Regions from separate parts of the Mus musculus genome. Here all the other regions are linked to region 1. The links are chromatin contacts, called in public Hi-C maps. All regions are on one chromosome and are shown on one strand. The core of a region is the stretch at or near the end of the contact, and the rest is flanking DNA. Distances in the headings are between cores, read along the strand shown.

Region 1 (4,885 bases), core at 1,056-3,555:
GTAACGTTTCCCACGAGCTGCTCGGGAAGCCTTTCATCTGAGCTCAGCTCTAACCTGGACAGTTTCCTTCACTTTCATTCCTGTGCAGCCTCTGACCTGCCCCTGTGTCTAACTCTATGTTTTTGCTATCCAGGGACTCCCTCACTTTCAGGTAGCATTGTGGGCTCAGCCTCAGGTGGGATTTGCTTCCTCTCTGGCCTGCATTCCCTGGACTCAGATAAAGGGCTGCCCCTCTAAAAGCTGCCAGCCACTGTCTTCAGAGACTTGGAGCAGCAGGCATTCCTGTGAAGAACATGGGCTACAGGAGCAGCTTTTGAGCCTGACCTGAGGTCCCAAGAAGCCTTCCTTAGATGCACTTCTCTTCTGCCCCTCCTGACCTCATTTCCTCTTTCAGCACGCACAGTGTAGACAGATCTTTGCGCTACGACATTGCTCTCCAGCTGTAACTTCCATGCCAAGTTTAAAAGTGAGATCCTTCCTAGAAACCCACGGGCGTTCTCGACCTACATAACAGCAAAGGGCCAGGGTGATGGCCCAGGAACAGAAGGTGCCAGGTTCTCCCCTCCGGCAAGAGCTGCTGGCCTTATGCAGGGATCCAATTGCAGAGGCGACATCAGCCAACAAAAATTTCAAGAAAGTATGACTCATAATTAGTCCTTTTGACATTGTTTCACATCAAAAGACATAGTCTGTGTTCTGTGTCCCTCACCCGAACATGGAAACTGCTGGAGTTTGCACGCACAAAGGGATTTGCGATTTTAAAAGCTTAATAAAGGCTGTCCACACAAAACACACACACACACACACACACACACACACACACACACACACACACACACGCCAGTTGGTTTCTTTAAAGTGGATTTAATTAGGTCAGAGAGCCTGTTACTTTGGGGGGGGGGGAGTGGCGCAGGGTGACGATCATTTAAACCATATTTTCAAGTTACCATGTTGTACTCTGCTAGACGGTGCCTCACAGATCCACACACGAGAAGCGAGAGCTAAGAGCTCCCTTGGAGCCTTAGAGCTCCTTTCTCTCAACTACTGGTTCTTCATGAAGAGAGGCCACTGTCCCTTGCCTCGGAGTTATGGGGTGGCATGGCTGGGGCATGTCATTCTGACGTTTACTAAGATTTCTGAGACCCAGGTCCACACCGAGGTCTCCACCCTTGTCAAGGAGCTACCAGCAGCTGCTGCAGACGTGGAGGGTTGGCCCCAGTCAGCCCCTGGGCCATTTTGGTAGCGATTTATAGATGGACTTTGTGAGTGAGGAGTGGGGGGGAGGGAAGGGAATCAAAGTCACAGGTGCTCCATTATAACGACTGGAACACTTACAGAGTCGGACGCTCTGTCATTTAATAAACCTAAAAACGAAAAAGCTTTTGTCTGTAAAAGGTGACCAATAGAGAAAGAGTTTGGATTATATGATATCTCATAACTTAATCATATGGCTCTTAAGAGGGGGACATACACAGCTGTGTCTCGCTAATATGCATGCAATATGTGTAAGCCGATATGCTTTAATTCGAAACTTGTTTTTAGCAGGAAGAAAAAAGCGTTTAGATGAGGAACATTAAGATTCAATATTAACCATTTTCCCCCCTTTGGGCAAAATTAGTCATCACTTGATATTTTTTAAAGCAGTATTTTATTATTATTATTTTATTTTTACTTTTTATTTTTGCTACACTGAGATGTGTCCAAAAATCTTCAAAGTTATGTGGCAGAGTGAACAGGAGACAGCAGCAGCCCGTTTTTAGCTGTCAGGGGACAATGGGTTTGGAAATATGGATTCTTTCTCTTTTAGCTCTCAAGTCTTCTGTTAAATACCCCAGACCAAGGGACAGGGCAAAGGTTAGGGTAGTTTGAAAATGGTTTCCGGTTTTGTGCTGCCTCTATTAGGCACACACGCTGGCGTTTTAATTGTTACTCTGTACTACTTTAACCTGAATTATTTAAGTATATTTGCCTTAATAATCTTACCCCCCCCCCAAAAAAAAAACCCACCAAGACAAAGGAATTGTAGATTAGAGACTTTTTATTTTCAGGGCAAAATGATACGGATAAGTGAACATCAACTGACCAGAAATTATTTGCTTCTGTCTGTTAGACACGTAATGGAGTCATTTAACTAGTCAAATTAGGAGCCGCAGAAAGCACCATGCTTCATTACTGAGTTCGAATGGGCACCATTTTACATTTACGTCAAAAATTATCTCATAGCAAATTAATGTTTTCATTGTGCCGAAAAGCTGGAGCTATGCAGTATTAGCACCACCTAGAGGCTGCTTGGAGAACTGCTGGGGAGGGAGGCAGCTCATGCCAGGGCCAGATCAGGTTATTGGCAGCCTGGATTAGGCACAGCCCGTACATGGCGAGGGAGCGAGGAGGTAGGACAGTTTTCCCGATCTCGGGGTGATGCTCTCTGCTCCAAAATATTCTCAGTCTTTGATACTCACTCAAGTCCTGTACGTAGTTCTACTTAAGATTGTAAATTATTTTGTGTGTTTGGATGTTTTGCCTGTCTGTGTGTGTATCACATGCGTGCCTTTCCATTCCAACATGCAGGGGCTCTGAAAGAGAGCAGAGAATCCCCTGTTGCTGGAGTTACAGATCATTATGAACTGCCGTGTGGGTGCTAGGAACCACACCCAGGTCCTCTGTAAAAGCAGACATGCTCTACACACTGAGCCATCTCTCCAACCCTCATGCCTGTACTTCTTATTTCTCTCATACTACACATGAGCTCTTTTTCCTTCCCAAGACTTACGCTGTATGCAGACATCAGATGTAAGCCAAAGCAGTGTTTCTAACATAAATAAGAGTCCTGTCTGCCATGGCTTTACCAAAGTGACATCATTATAACCTATCTTTTGTTAGTGTCAAAATTTTCCCTGTCTGGGAAGAGACACCATAAGATATTCTTTCCTTTAAAGCCACATAGAACCAGCTCAGCTCCCATCCAAACAGGTTAGGAAGGTTCCTGGGCACCCCAGGAGTGCTGGCTTCTGCTTAGCGTGGAGAGAAATAATTTAGAATAAAATGGCAAGCCCTTCCCAATAAAAATATTTATGAAAATGATATGAAAGCAGTCGGTGGCTCTGGGAGAGCATGGAGCATACTCTCGGAGCAGAAGCAGAGAGAAGAATCGAAGCATATAAATAGCATTGAGGACTGGAGAATATTTCTAGACAATATTGATGTCTAAAATATATGTGAATGACTGCGTAATGATCAAGGCAGACATAATTCAAAGTACAGTCGGGAGCTGGCCTCCAACTCCCAGCCTTCAATTCTCCAGCAGACATCTGTTTGCTGAGAAAACCTCCCTAACAGCTGCTCCACGGGAAGGGGACAGAGCCCAGGGCAAGATGCAGAGCTGACAGGTTCAGGAGGTTCCTAGGTGCAGAACTAACTAGTGACCCCTCTCCCACTCTCCAGGGTGCACAGAGCCATTCTGTTTGTAGATTGGGCGGAGGGAGGAAGCGGTTCTGAGAACCAGGGGAGCAAAGATCTCCCTGGGGAGTCTCGTCAGGGTGCCCAGGCTACAACATCTCCAGGGCAGGCCCATCACATCACCAGAGGCTCTGGTCTCCTCTGTCTTTATCCACCAAGCTACCTCTCTCCTGGTCTTTAAATTTTCCTCATGCACCAAGTAGGAACTGAGGATTCTTTCAGAGGGAATTGCAGGATCCCCACCACCACCACCACCACTGCAGTCCCCCTCCCCTGAGCAAAACATAGTACGAGTATGTCCAAGCAAACGACAGACATCTATGTTGATCCTAACAGTCTCGGTGTTTAACTAACTTGCAGGAGACGATCCAGAAAATGTTCTCAATTCTCTAGCTTCAGCAAAGATGCAGTCTAAGGTTTTAAAGACAAGATCTCCTTCTTTTGAAAAATAAACAGCTGTGGACCCACAGGTGAGCCAGCCAGAGCCATGTTTGTTTGCCACACTCAAGCTGGCCAGAGTCTCCTTTACTAAGTACATTATTTTAAATCTGTGCTTCAAAAGTTCAAGAATTCCACAATGACCAGGAGACCTCAGATAGGGTAATGAGAGATGAACCAGGGAGGCCAGTATCTGAGAGTCTCTCTCTCTCTCTCTCTCTCTCTCTCTGTGTGTGTGTGTGGGGGGGGGGTTCAAACAGATACAACAATATTAAAAGCAAGCTACAAGCACTGTGGTCTTCTCTTCCCCTTTAAAATGCGAGGGAGGGTGGGACTCCTTTTTAAACCTCTTCTCATGAATCTTGCCTGCCACAGTGTCTCAGAATTCATGTTATGTTTACCAAGGCCAGGCCGGAGGATCGGATAATTTATAACCATCCCTATTGGGTTTTATGTAATAACTTTGAAACTCGTATAAAGTAATGATCCACAAACTCTTTTAATGTTCATTATAAAATATGAAATATTCCTCAGAACCATCGCAATTATGTGACCAGACATAACTGTTTCACACATGAGTAAATATAGGGAGGTTTAACATAACTTTATTATCTCCGTGTCTTTCCTTCACACTGATGTGATAATGCTGTTTTAATATTTTTTTTTCTAAAGAAAAGTTAAGTAATTTTAGAATCTCTACCGAGGCCCGCTTTATTGGCTTTTGTAATAGAACTCTCAAATCTAATTGTATTTATGCACAGACTGACACTGGTAAGTGCCAGGAATGGAGGGAAATGCCCCCTGGAATGGTGTCCTCCATAATTACTATGGAGAGCAGGGTCTCTGCTGGCAAGGCCTGGGGGACTGGGGAGTCCGACCCGGAAGCAAAACTGCAGAGTATGTCCACTCTCTCCTGCATCCTTCTGCCTCTAACACTGTTTGTTGATGTTCAATAAAGGAGCAAGTGAGCCTGGATAGGATAGGGGCTCTG
Region 2 (4,885 bases), core at 656-3,155, 350 kb before region 1:
TTTACTATACAGAAAAGTGTGAAGAATATCAATGAACCTGAGTAGGGCAGCAGGTACTTGTAATCTCAGCATTTGGGAGGCTGAGGTAGGAGGAATGTGAGTTCAAGATTACATAGGGAGACCACATTCAGGACAACAATGGCAGGAAAAAGTATTAATAGGACCTTTTGCATTTTTCTCTGTGTGATTTGCATCTTAAGGTTACAGCCGGTCTCACTGTGCACTGGTAGTAATTTGAGTGCTTAGTAGCCACACTTGGCTAGAGGCTCCCCAGCCAGATAGTCCAGGACTGCCTGATTGCACAGCGTCAGTGATTGCTGTTGAGAATCTGCGAACCGCAGTGGCTTGTGGGTAGCGCAGGTGTGTAGCGAACCACCGCGCTTTCCTGTTCTTGTGCACTTCTGCTCAGGGAAGGCTACTGTGCAACCACCTGGGTGATTTGAGGATGCTACTGACAGAAGAGGTACTTACACTCATGTGACAGCCTGTTAGAAAGCAATACAAATTTCTCAGTATCTTTTCTCTGTACTCTGTTGACATGCCATCTTATTGGGTCCTGAGCCTACGGAGGGGTTCACATCTCCTTGGTGCAGGGAGTAAGACATAACTACTTTGTGCTTTCTTGTTCGGAGTGATATGAGACAGAGGTCATTGGCACCGCAAAGATACTGGGCAAACTGATGCTCAGGTGGAGCCTACCAAGGCCTGGCTCTCAGTGACCTGCACTCGAATCCTGGGTAGTATATGGACCGCTTCGTGCCCAGCGACTTCGCATGCCTCCGTTTCTTACTTTTTGGGGAACCTGTCACTCAGCTTGTGTTCTAATGAGATCAGCTGCTCTCTACTTGGCTCTCATGATATTTACCTCCTAGAAATGAGGACTAGGAGCCTAGTGAGTCTGAGGATTGTGCCTCCCTGAGGGCACAGTTGTTAGGGTCATTGGGTGTCTTTGTGAAGTAGGTATTAGGCCACGCCCTCTCCATTGGACCACACCCCCTCCATGGGGTTCTCCAAGGCAGAGTGGTTCTTAACACTGGCCATTCTATTTAAGTTTACATCTCAGTTCTCCTACTGTTAAACTGGGCCTTCTGCTTCATGGCTAGTTTCTCAGTTTCCTACCCACAAAGGTTTATGGTCACAGCCCCATTTCCCAGAATTGCTGCTGGGATGAATGAAAGCAGGAGTGTTGGAATTTAGAACACTGGGGTGCCTAGGAAGTACATAAAACACATGAGCTAAAAGTCGACTTGAGTTTGGTGGAGGATCAGTTCCTTCAGAACACAGAACAGTGTGTGTGTGTGTGCGCGCGCGCGCACGCGCGCGCGTTTGTGTGTTTATAGTTGCTCTGGCTGCTTCCTGGACTGTTGTTCTTTAGTCTCTCAGACACCTTTACCGCCTGTTCTCTCAGCTGGGCTGAGACCCAGCATGGCTGTACTGTCTCCCTCAACACGCTCCATCCCTCTCCTTTTTCCTGCAGGCCTGTTTTGACTATGAATTAATTGTAGGTTGGGAAACTCACAAGCCATAATCAAAACCAATAAACATCAAAAGGCCAGGGAGGACCAGGCCACCAGGCGAATGTAGGGGACTTAGTGGGGGCTCTTGGTGGCTGATCAGTGCAATGGTGGGGGCTTTCTATATTTTCTTCAAAGATGACACCAAGCGTTTTAGATGGTCACCCAGGAGCTCCAATATGCAAGCAACTTTTGGAAATCTGGGTGAAAGGTTTCCAAAATAGCTATTTTTATCTTTTACCAGCAAGCAGGGGCATGGTGGAACTTAGAATAAAATGTGGACTTTCTCAGCAAGGGTTAATAATCAATGTAGATCGCCTAACAAAGGCGAGGCTGCTGTATTATACTGGGAAAGTTTTTTTTTTCTTAACTGTCAGTGAAGCAGTACTAATTATTACTCCAGTGTAAATGAGGTCATTTCCTATTAAGAGAACAAAATGCTCAGGCTCGCCTTGCCAATTCATACCAGCTATTTTTCACACATACTCAGCTTTTTAGATTTTTTTTTAAAGTTTTGATAAAATCCATTCATTTGTATTAGAAAAGTGTAAACCGCCGCAATAATAGTTACCCATGATTACCCCAGATGAGCTTTTGTAATATGTGGGATGTTTGAATACCATGTGTTAGCCATGCAACAATTAGACAGTTGAATGGATCTTTAAAACAATCAGATACTTTTATCTCACTGGCTTAAAAAAAAAAGACACACACACACACAAAACCATTCCTTGTATGTGTACCGTTAAACTGTAAATTCTGGGGAACACGTGGCTGTGTCATGAGGAGAACTTTCGGGTGTGTGTTGATCAAGGACAAAAAGACATCCAAATATCTTATCTGCATGTTTTCATTTTTTTTATGCAAAAAGATTTAAGGAATATTGTAGCAAACAAAGGGTAATTGTTTTAGCCCAGATGTTGCTTTTGCACAACAAGCAGGTTACAATGTTCCCACAGAGCTGATGAGCCCAATCAGGGAAATGATTAAAAATTGATTTTGTCCCTGTAATTACAGTATGTAAACTACTTAGCTTGGATTGCAAAGGAAGTGATTTTCTAATTACGTATATACTCTGGTGTCTAATGATTGGTTTTTTGAAGTAATGAAGAGAGAGCACTAACGACTCCTTGGTGCTCTGTTGTTAAAGAAAGACCATCTTTAGAGTAAGCAGCAGCAGACAAAGAGTTTAAATTGAATTTTCAACACTGTTAACGTGCACATGGGTTTGTTTATTAAAGAGACAGGGGCACAATTTGATTGGCTCCAAGCAGCTTGGCTTTCCTTCATGTTGGAGCACGTGAAAACACATGTACTGTAGGCAAGCCTGTTGCGAGGGGTCCTGGCACTCCTCTCTGACCATCCTGGTGCCTGGGCCCATGTCTCGGGATCTCGGGTTGCTGGAGAGCTCTGATGTCTGTCTGTTCTGAATGTCTGATGTCTGTCTGTTCTGAATGTTTCAGAATGAACAGATGGAGCGGCCTCTCCATCACCTTTGTTTTAAAATGAGATTGGAAGATGCCCTAGGGAATACTTTTTTTTTCCAACTGCCCTGTAAGTGGCTGGTCTCTGCTCTAGCGTGGATGCCTCCACCACACCAGTGTGCAGGTGAATTCCATGTTTGTAGGCCTGCCTGCACAGGGACAGCTGTGGGACCCCTGGGACAGACTTCTGGGCTTTAGACAGTTGCACTGAGTTCCTACAGCTATCTGCATTGAGACAGCATGGCTGTTGAATAATAGCTCCTGTGGGCAGAACAGCAGTGAGAAGACAGAGGGTGACCAGACAGAAGTGGGTAGCTTCGGGGTGACCCTGCCATGCATGTCCTGAGGCCTCATCTTCATCAGGTTCTGGTGTGCGCTCTTCACTCTGGCTCCTTCCCTACAGGATGATTTGGACATCGTACCTGACATCCTACAATGTAGGTTTTATAATTATCAAGGTAATATAAGGTCAGAAGAACAGAGATAAACATTGTCTGGAGGTGGGGAGGGGAGTGCATATGTGTTCATGTATACAGTCTGTGAACAGGCACATGGAGGCCAGGGTCTCTCATTGCCCTGGAACTCTCTACTGATCAGGCTTCCTGGCCAGTAGGCCTTGGGAATCTCCATGGCTCCCTTCCCAGCTCCAAGAGTACAGTTGTATTCTACTATGCTGCTGCCTCCTCTTCCTTCTCCTCTTCCTTTTACTCTTGTGAGTTCTGGGGGATCAAGCTTGGGCAAGCACTCTCAATGGAGCTATGTCCCCAGCCCTGAAGAGAGAGTTTGCTGAAGAGAGAGTTTGCTGTTCTCAGCTCCCAGGTACAGGTCAGGAGATGGAAGAGGAGGGGATCTATGGGCAGGGCCCTTGGCTGTGGTCTCTACAGGCCAGACATGGCTGTTGAGACAGGGTTAGTGCTGTTCTCTGTGACTAACTAAAACAGACTCAGACATGGTAGGGATCCAGGGTCTCATCTGGTTTCCACCCTACCTGACTGGAGTAGGGATAGTAAACGGCTGAAGGAGAGCCTGGTTTGGTGGAGGAGGTAGGCAGAGTGTTGCTTTCTGTGGAGAAGGAAGTTGGAGGCAATCACGCTCGATCTCCAGAACTGGTTACTCATGAGCTGAGCATTCTCCCAGGTCAACCAAGGCCCGAGGTATCACAGCAGGGCAGCACACAGGTCACATCTGAGTCCTAACAGAAGGCTGGGCTGAGAGCTGGTGTCCAGGGCTGGTGTCCAGCATGCTGGGCCAGGGAAAGCCTGGATGTCCCTGGGTTTGGCCTGTTCCCAATCCCATGGCTTCTTTCCCTTGGTACAGCCTCCTTTCTCATCTGTATAATGGCAGCTGAACCCCACTGGGTACCAAGGGATCAGGACAAAACCGAAATTTCTACTGTGATGGTCAAGGTGTATGGGTAAAAACAGGCCATCCTCTCTCATTTCCCTACCCACAATCCATGCGTATTCACACAAGGGTCCCGCAGCTCCTTCTGAGCCCAGGCTCCTCACGCTTTCTGAATGCTCTTCCTGTAAAGACCTCCCCTTGATTTCCATAAGACTCCGTCCTGTGCTTACCCATCATTCGTTAGGAAGACTTCTAAGTGGCTTATCAAAGATCGTTTGCGGTGGTGGCTTTGATTTGGCTTTATTTCCTTTCAGCGACATTATATTTTCTCCTCTCTCTCTCTTTTTTTTAATGTAAATTTGAATCTGCCACGAAGACACAGGCTCCTCAGGCGGACACACTCTTCTGTGCTGTTTGCCCACAGTATAGACACTTGGCAGACATGCGGGAGGCTCCTGCCTGAGATGGTAGTGTGAGTGGCTGATGTTCTAGGCCTATCTTTCTGACAGTTTCTTTACTCAACCCTGGCCTTTTGGAAGCTCT
Region 3 (4,885 bases), core at 682-3,181, 320 kb before region 1:
CAGTCTGCACACATCTCTACCAACTGGAGACTAGGTATTTAAGACATCTCATATTCAACATATGTGGGTGACATTTGGTATAAAACATATAGCACACACCTGTACATGGATAAAGTTGGTTTTTTTTTTCCTCCCTTAAGACAAGAAGTTCATTGAGATTGGGACACAAAAGGAAAAAAAAAAAAGTAAAGGACGTCAGAGGACAAGTAACAAAACAGCATGCCATAGATAGAAACACTCAGAGGTGTTCAGAAGCCGAGGAGGCAGCCGAAGGAGAGAGGCATTGGCTGAGTTACTCTGCTTTTAGTGTTGTCTCCCAGTAGAGGCTTTAGCAGGAGAAACTAGGCAAAGGAGGGGGTGCGGGGAGAGGGATGGAGCTCCCAGAAAGATGGAGAACGCTATGGGCCATGTAACTGGTGTGGAGTGCGTGGCTCCCACATCTAACAATGACTGCGTTAGTATGTAGGTCACACTACTGTACTGTCGGTTATTGGACGGGGCCTTAGATAACTGTTTGTGGTGTATTAAATGCTTTTGCTGCCTCAGCGCTCTCTGTAACTGGTATTTTTCACACAGTTGTACTGCTGAAAAGGCCCAGTGCCTCAGCAGAAATCAATTTATCTTTCCTTTCGCTGCTTGTGTATTGTGAGCTCCTGTAGTATGTTCTCATTTGATTAATTGATAGTCTTTGTGTTAGATATCATTTGTAACCGTGCTGTCCGACTCTGGGTGCCTTAAAAACTTTCATAAGAACACGACATTATTTATGCGAGACCTCCTCGTGACAAAGTACAATAGTGAGATGCAGAAAGAAAAAAAAAATAGGATCAAAAAGCTCCTGGCTTATAAGTTTATTAAGGGCAGAACAATACTCCCATTCATTCTCTGGCCGTGTCTGCAACGTTGCTTTGACAGGCTTTGGTAGGAAAAGTTGGGCGACGAAAGTTTCTCTTCCCTTCCCTTTTACCTTTTCTTTTTCCTCTTTTAAAAAAACTGATCATCTTGTATGGTGCCTGGGGGCTTCCTGTTCTGTTTCAAACAGGAAAAGTAAGAGGGGAGGAAGGGCGACACTCCCTAAGCCATGGGGACCAAACCGAGAGAGGGTGAGACCTGTATCATTATAGGTTGCTCCTGGGGCCTCGACGAGAGCCCAGGGCTTCTAAAATAGCGTGTCTGTATGCGTTTCACATAGTGCGGGCCGTTGCCTGGCTATTATTAATATCTATTTTTAGAGCGAAGACCTCGGTAAACGAAGGTACCGAAGGCCCGTGTTACAAAAAAACCCAGAACAATGCCGCTGCTTCCCCATTTCATTATAAAGTTTCTTTGACCCCGTGGTTTATTTTCAAACATTCAAGTTATTTGTTCTGGTGTATTCTTAAACAGGGGTTGTTTTTCTCCCTCTCGGAAAATGAGCACAGATGGTGATGGGTTTTCAAGTGCTGACATCCCTGCTTGAGAAAGTGTTCCCACCTTCTTTGTGCTGAACAAGTCAGGCACACTAACACGATGATGCGATCATCGGCTTCATGCAGACATGCAGAATTGATTGACAGGGGAAAATTTAACATAAACCGCACATTCTTTCAGTGCCTTCAATTTCTTAATGATGTTTATTTGTTGGATATTAGCGGCGGCAGGAATTTCATTTAAGGCAAAAAAAAGCGGGGGGGGGGAGTGGGGAGGAAGGAGAAGACAGAGTAAAAAAAAAAAAAAAAAAAAAAAAAAGGGAGAAAACTTGTTCCAGGCAAACAGGTTTAAGAGGGAATTTATTGCTCTGGCAGAGTCTCCATCAAAACAGTCTGTAACCGCTCCTCGGAGCCGGCTCCAGAGCAGAGGCTGTCAGCGGCTAACTAGCCATTCTCAGACCATTGCTTCTGTTTGCGTGACTAAATGCAGACAATTAAAGCCGAGCACTTTCATTCTCCGTGAACTCATTGTTATCCAGGGTTCAAGTGCTCAGATAATGGGCCACAGGGAGACGGTGGTTCACGATGGTGGCAGAGGGCTACTTGGTGAAGCCCACTCCTCATTATCTGTGGCGCACCCCTGCGAGCTGACCCCAGGACTCAGGCTGGTGTCCTTGTAGAGATTGGCCAAGGGGATGTGATGTCCCAAAGCCTTGGCTTGGGGCTCCTTCTTAGGACAAGCTATAAAGGGCAAGGCTGAACACCTGCTCAGCATCAAGAGGGCTTTCCCATTATCAGGAGGAGTTTGCAAAGCTGCCCTCATCTTTACTGACACCGGGCAGTGGTAGGGGACACCAGCTGGTTGTCCATCTCAGATCTACCCACAGAGCAACCCTCAAACTGGGGATAGGATGTAAGGATCCTGTACCTCTAAAAAGTTAGGACTCCTTCCAGACAATAAATGATGTCGAGACACAGTGTAAGTGCAGGGAGCCAAAAGGTTTGTTATATTTAGTACTTTTTCTCAGGGCACCGTAATTTCCAAGCGTTTCCAAGATTTGGGCATCCATGCTGTTCTTTTGCCCTGTGCCAGTGCTTGATGGGCTCTAGATGAACCTCGCGTCACGTCTTCCCTCACGCCGTTCGGGCCCTTTGATTACAGTCATGATATTTAATATTTTCTTTAAGGAAACTTTACTTATATCAAATCTGACATTCCCTGTCCCCCCCCCCGTCACTCTCTTCTCTCCTTGCTGTGTTTCACCCCCCCACACACACACACACACTTCAGCTGCTTCTTGCTGCAGTCTGAGGTTGGTCTGCTCAGACTAGTCTGAGCCCCCTAGTTTAGTGGTCAGGACTGCTACCCAACCAGGCGAGACTCACGCCCCATCACTGGGGTGCAGGGCGCAGTGCTGAATACCTGGGCAGTTTGCATTTACCACTGTGTAGGTGACAAAAAGTGGAATAAAGGAGGCAAGTCCACCATGGAGGAGGGTGAGCATGACTTTGAATCCTAGGGGTTTGTGGGTCATAAGGTGGATAGCCTGACAAGGGAGAAGTGAGAACGTTCACTGTGGGTTTCTGGGGTAGGGGGAGAGTGGCTCCCAGGGTGTCTAGGGAGGGCCCAGCTCCTCTGTCCCTGTCCTCTGATCACCAGAGAACTTCCCAGGCCCTGCAGTTGGACTTTTGCCATCCTATCTCACCCAAAGATTAGTTTCTCAACTTCCTTACAATGAAACAACAACAACAACAATAAACGAAAACCAAACCAAACCACAACTTTTAATTTTGCTAGTTCAATTAAGTCATCAGAATTTCTAGGGGAAAAAAAAACAAAAACAAAAACAAAACACCTGCCTTTTCTTTCTTTATGAAATAATGATTAAAACAAAGATTAAAAAAAAACAGGGCCTACAAAATGGCTTAGGCAGTAGAGGGGCTTGCTGCCAAGCTTGAGAATATGAGTTTGATCCCTGGAATTTGCATAATAGGGGGAAAGAACCAACTCCTGCAAGTTGTTCTCTAACCTCCATCAATCCAAGACCCACACAGACATCCCCCCCACACACACACACTACATATAAAAATTTCTAGACCTGTTGGAATGTACCTTTAATTCCAGGACTCCTGAGGCTGGAGTCAGAGAGTCTCACTAACAAGACTGGGTTACCTCATGAGTGAGCCCTACTTGTCTTAAAAGAGAAAAAGCCTAAAAGGTCTTGGGATGCACTTTAGTGGTAGAGCCCTACCTAGAATCCCCCAGTGAAGGGCTGGGGGTGGTGGTGTGTGGCTCAGTAGGACTCCTCTTTTGACCTGACTGGGGCACTTGGAACCAAAGGCCTTGTTTAAAGGTCATGTGACACACTACAATATCTGCACAGAGACACTTCTTCCTTCAGGGATGCAGTGGAGTACAACACAACTGTTGTATTGTTTGTATGAGGTCTTGTAGTAGGCTGCCTCATAGGCTGGGATGTCAACTAGACAGATAGGCCAGAGCCTGTACCTGTATTAGCCCCTGGGGACTCTTAGGGACCTTCCCCCAGAGCCGTGGCAGTCTCTGCCACTTTAGGCTCTGATAGAGATGAGACTGCTAGATCCCAGAAAGCCAAGCAGTGCTTGCTTCTGGGTAATTCCCTGTCTGGGCGCCTAGTATTCTGGGCTTCATTGTTTGCGCTTTCCTGGCAGAATTGGCCCACTGGAGCCTCCTGCTGTGTCAAATGATCTCAGTGGATAAGACACCCCATGGAAGTCTCCTAGGAGTGCCTGGCTTCTGCCCAGAACTCCTACCCTGTTCTGTCCCTCTATACCCTACTTTGGTTGGGGCAAGCTAGATTCAGAGTCTGGCCATGTGCACTGCCATTTCCCAGGAGTCTCAGGGCAACTTGTCTATTCTGCACCACCTTTGGGTGGCCAATTCTTTGAGCAAAGCTCTAAGATCTGCTCCCACATCCGCCAAAATTCTCATGCCCACCCCATAATCATCTTTCTGCATCTTGGGGTTGGGTTGCCTATGAAGTTAGGGGCGTTTCAGGACTGGCCTTTGACGAGAACAATGACTCTTATGTCCTGTCACTCTGGGACTCCTACTTAGGGACAGTCTGTGGCATTCCTGAGGATCAGGCGAGGACAAACATAGCCCTGGAAAGTTGTTGGGATAGTGTTGGTCTTCCTTGAAGAAAGTCAGTGTGGAATTAGTCTCCACATGGGGCCCAATATGAAGCTCTGAGGCCCCAAACAGGGACAGAGGGAGTCTGTACCCTGGCTGACTATTGAGTAGCCCACAGTGCCAGCTGGCAACACAGGACTAGCAGCCAGGTGTCCTGTTCCATGGGGCCTACACTGGACTCGTATGTGACCAACAATTCAGCCTTTTGCTCCCTATTGTACTCTCTCTCTCTTTTTCCTACCAGGATTTTGCATACCCTTGCCTGGCCTTGAACTCAAAGTTTTAAGTGTCTGTCCCAGGCTGT

The links. A called contact is a pair of places that touch in the nucleus more often than the background predicts.
Region 2: a Hi-C map of muscle stem cells shows a contact between it and region 1, with 2.9 times the contacts expected there. The contact joins two enhancer-like sites. A contact is called at or near these places in 3 of 39 promoter capture datasets (embryonic stem cells, hippocampal neurons and stem cell-derived epiblast-like cells), 2 of 484 Hi-C or Micro-C datasets (embryonic fibroblasts and muscle stem cells), 8 of 115 datasets of contacts at active chromatin or transcription factors (VIP interneurons, astrocytes, bone marrow-derived macrophages and 5 more) and 1 of 9 other capture datasets (embryonic stem cells).
Region 3: a contact with region 1 is called in a Hi-C map of cerebellum, with 2.0 times the contacts expected there. The contact joins two enhancer-like sites. A contact is called at or near these places in 5 of 484 Hi-C or Micro-C datasets (the HPC-7 cell line, cerebellum, cortical neurons and 1 more), 7 of 115 datasets of contacts at active chromatin or transcription factors (astrocytes, bone marrow-derived macrophages, craniofacial prominence and 4 more) and 1 of 9 other capture datasets (embryonic stem cells).

Annotation. Positions count from the first base shown.
Region 1 is chr7:37,371,476-37,376,360 of GRCm38.p6, reverse strand. It overlaps a transcript of Zfp536 not described here. Among named protein-coding and RNA genes, the nearest start is that of Gm30483, 46 kb to the right of the region's middle. Within about 2 kb of position 2,305, at least 21 of the 459 cell types and tissues checked have an H3K27ac peak or open chromatin away from gene starts, as enhancers often do. A contact at or near this core is called in cerebellum and muscle stem cells, where this site is marked.
Region 2 is chr7:37,721,236-37,726,120 of GRCm38.p6, reverse strand. All of the region lies in intron 1 of Zfp536 (zinc finger protein 536), which reads left to right. Among named protein-coding and RNA genes, the nearest start is that of Zfp536, 46 kb to the left of the region's middle. Within about 2 kb of position 1,905, at least 9 of the 459 cell types and tissues checked have an H3K27ac peak or open chromatin away from gene starts, as enhancers often do. A contact at or near this core is called in muscle stem cells, where this site is marked.
Region 3 is chr7:37,686,372-37,691,256 of GRCm38.p6, reverse strand. The region is part of intron 2 of Zfp536 (zinc finger protein 536); the gene reads left to right. Among named protein-coding and RNA genes, the nearest start is that of 4930505M18Rik, 19 kb to the right of the region's middle. Within about 2 kb of position 1,931, at least 34 of the 459 cell types and tissues checked have an H3K27ac peak or open chromatin away from gene starts, as enhancers often do. A contact at or near this core is called in cerebellum, where this site is marked.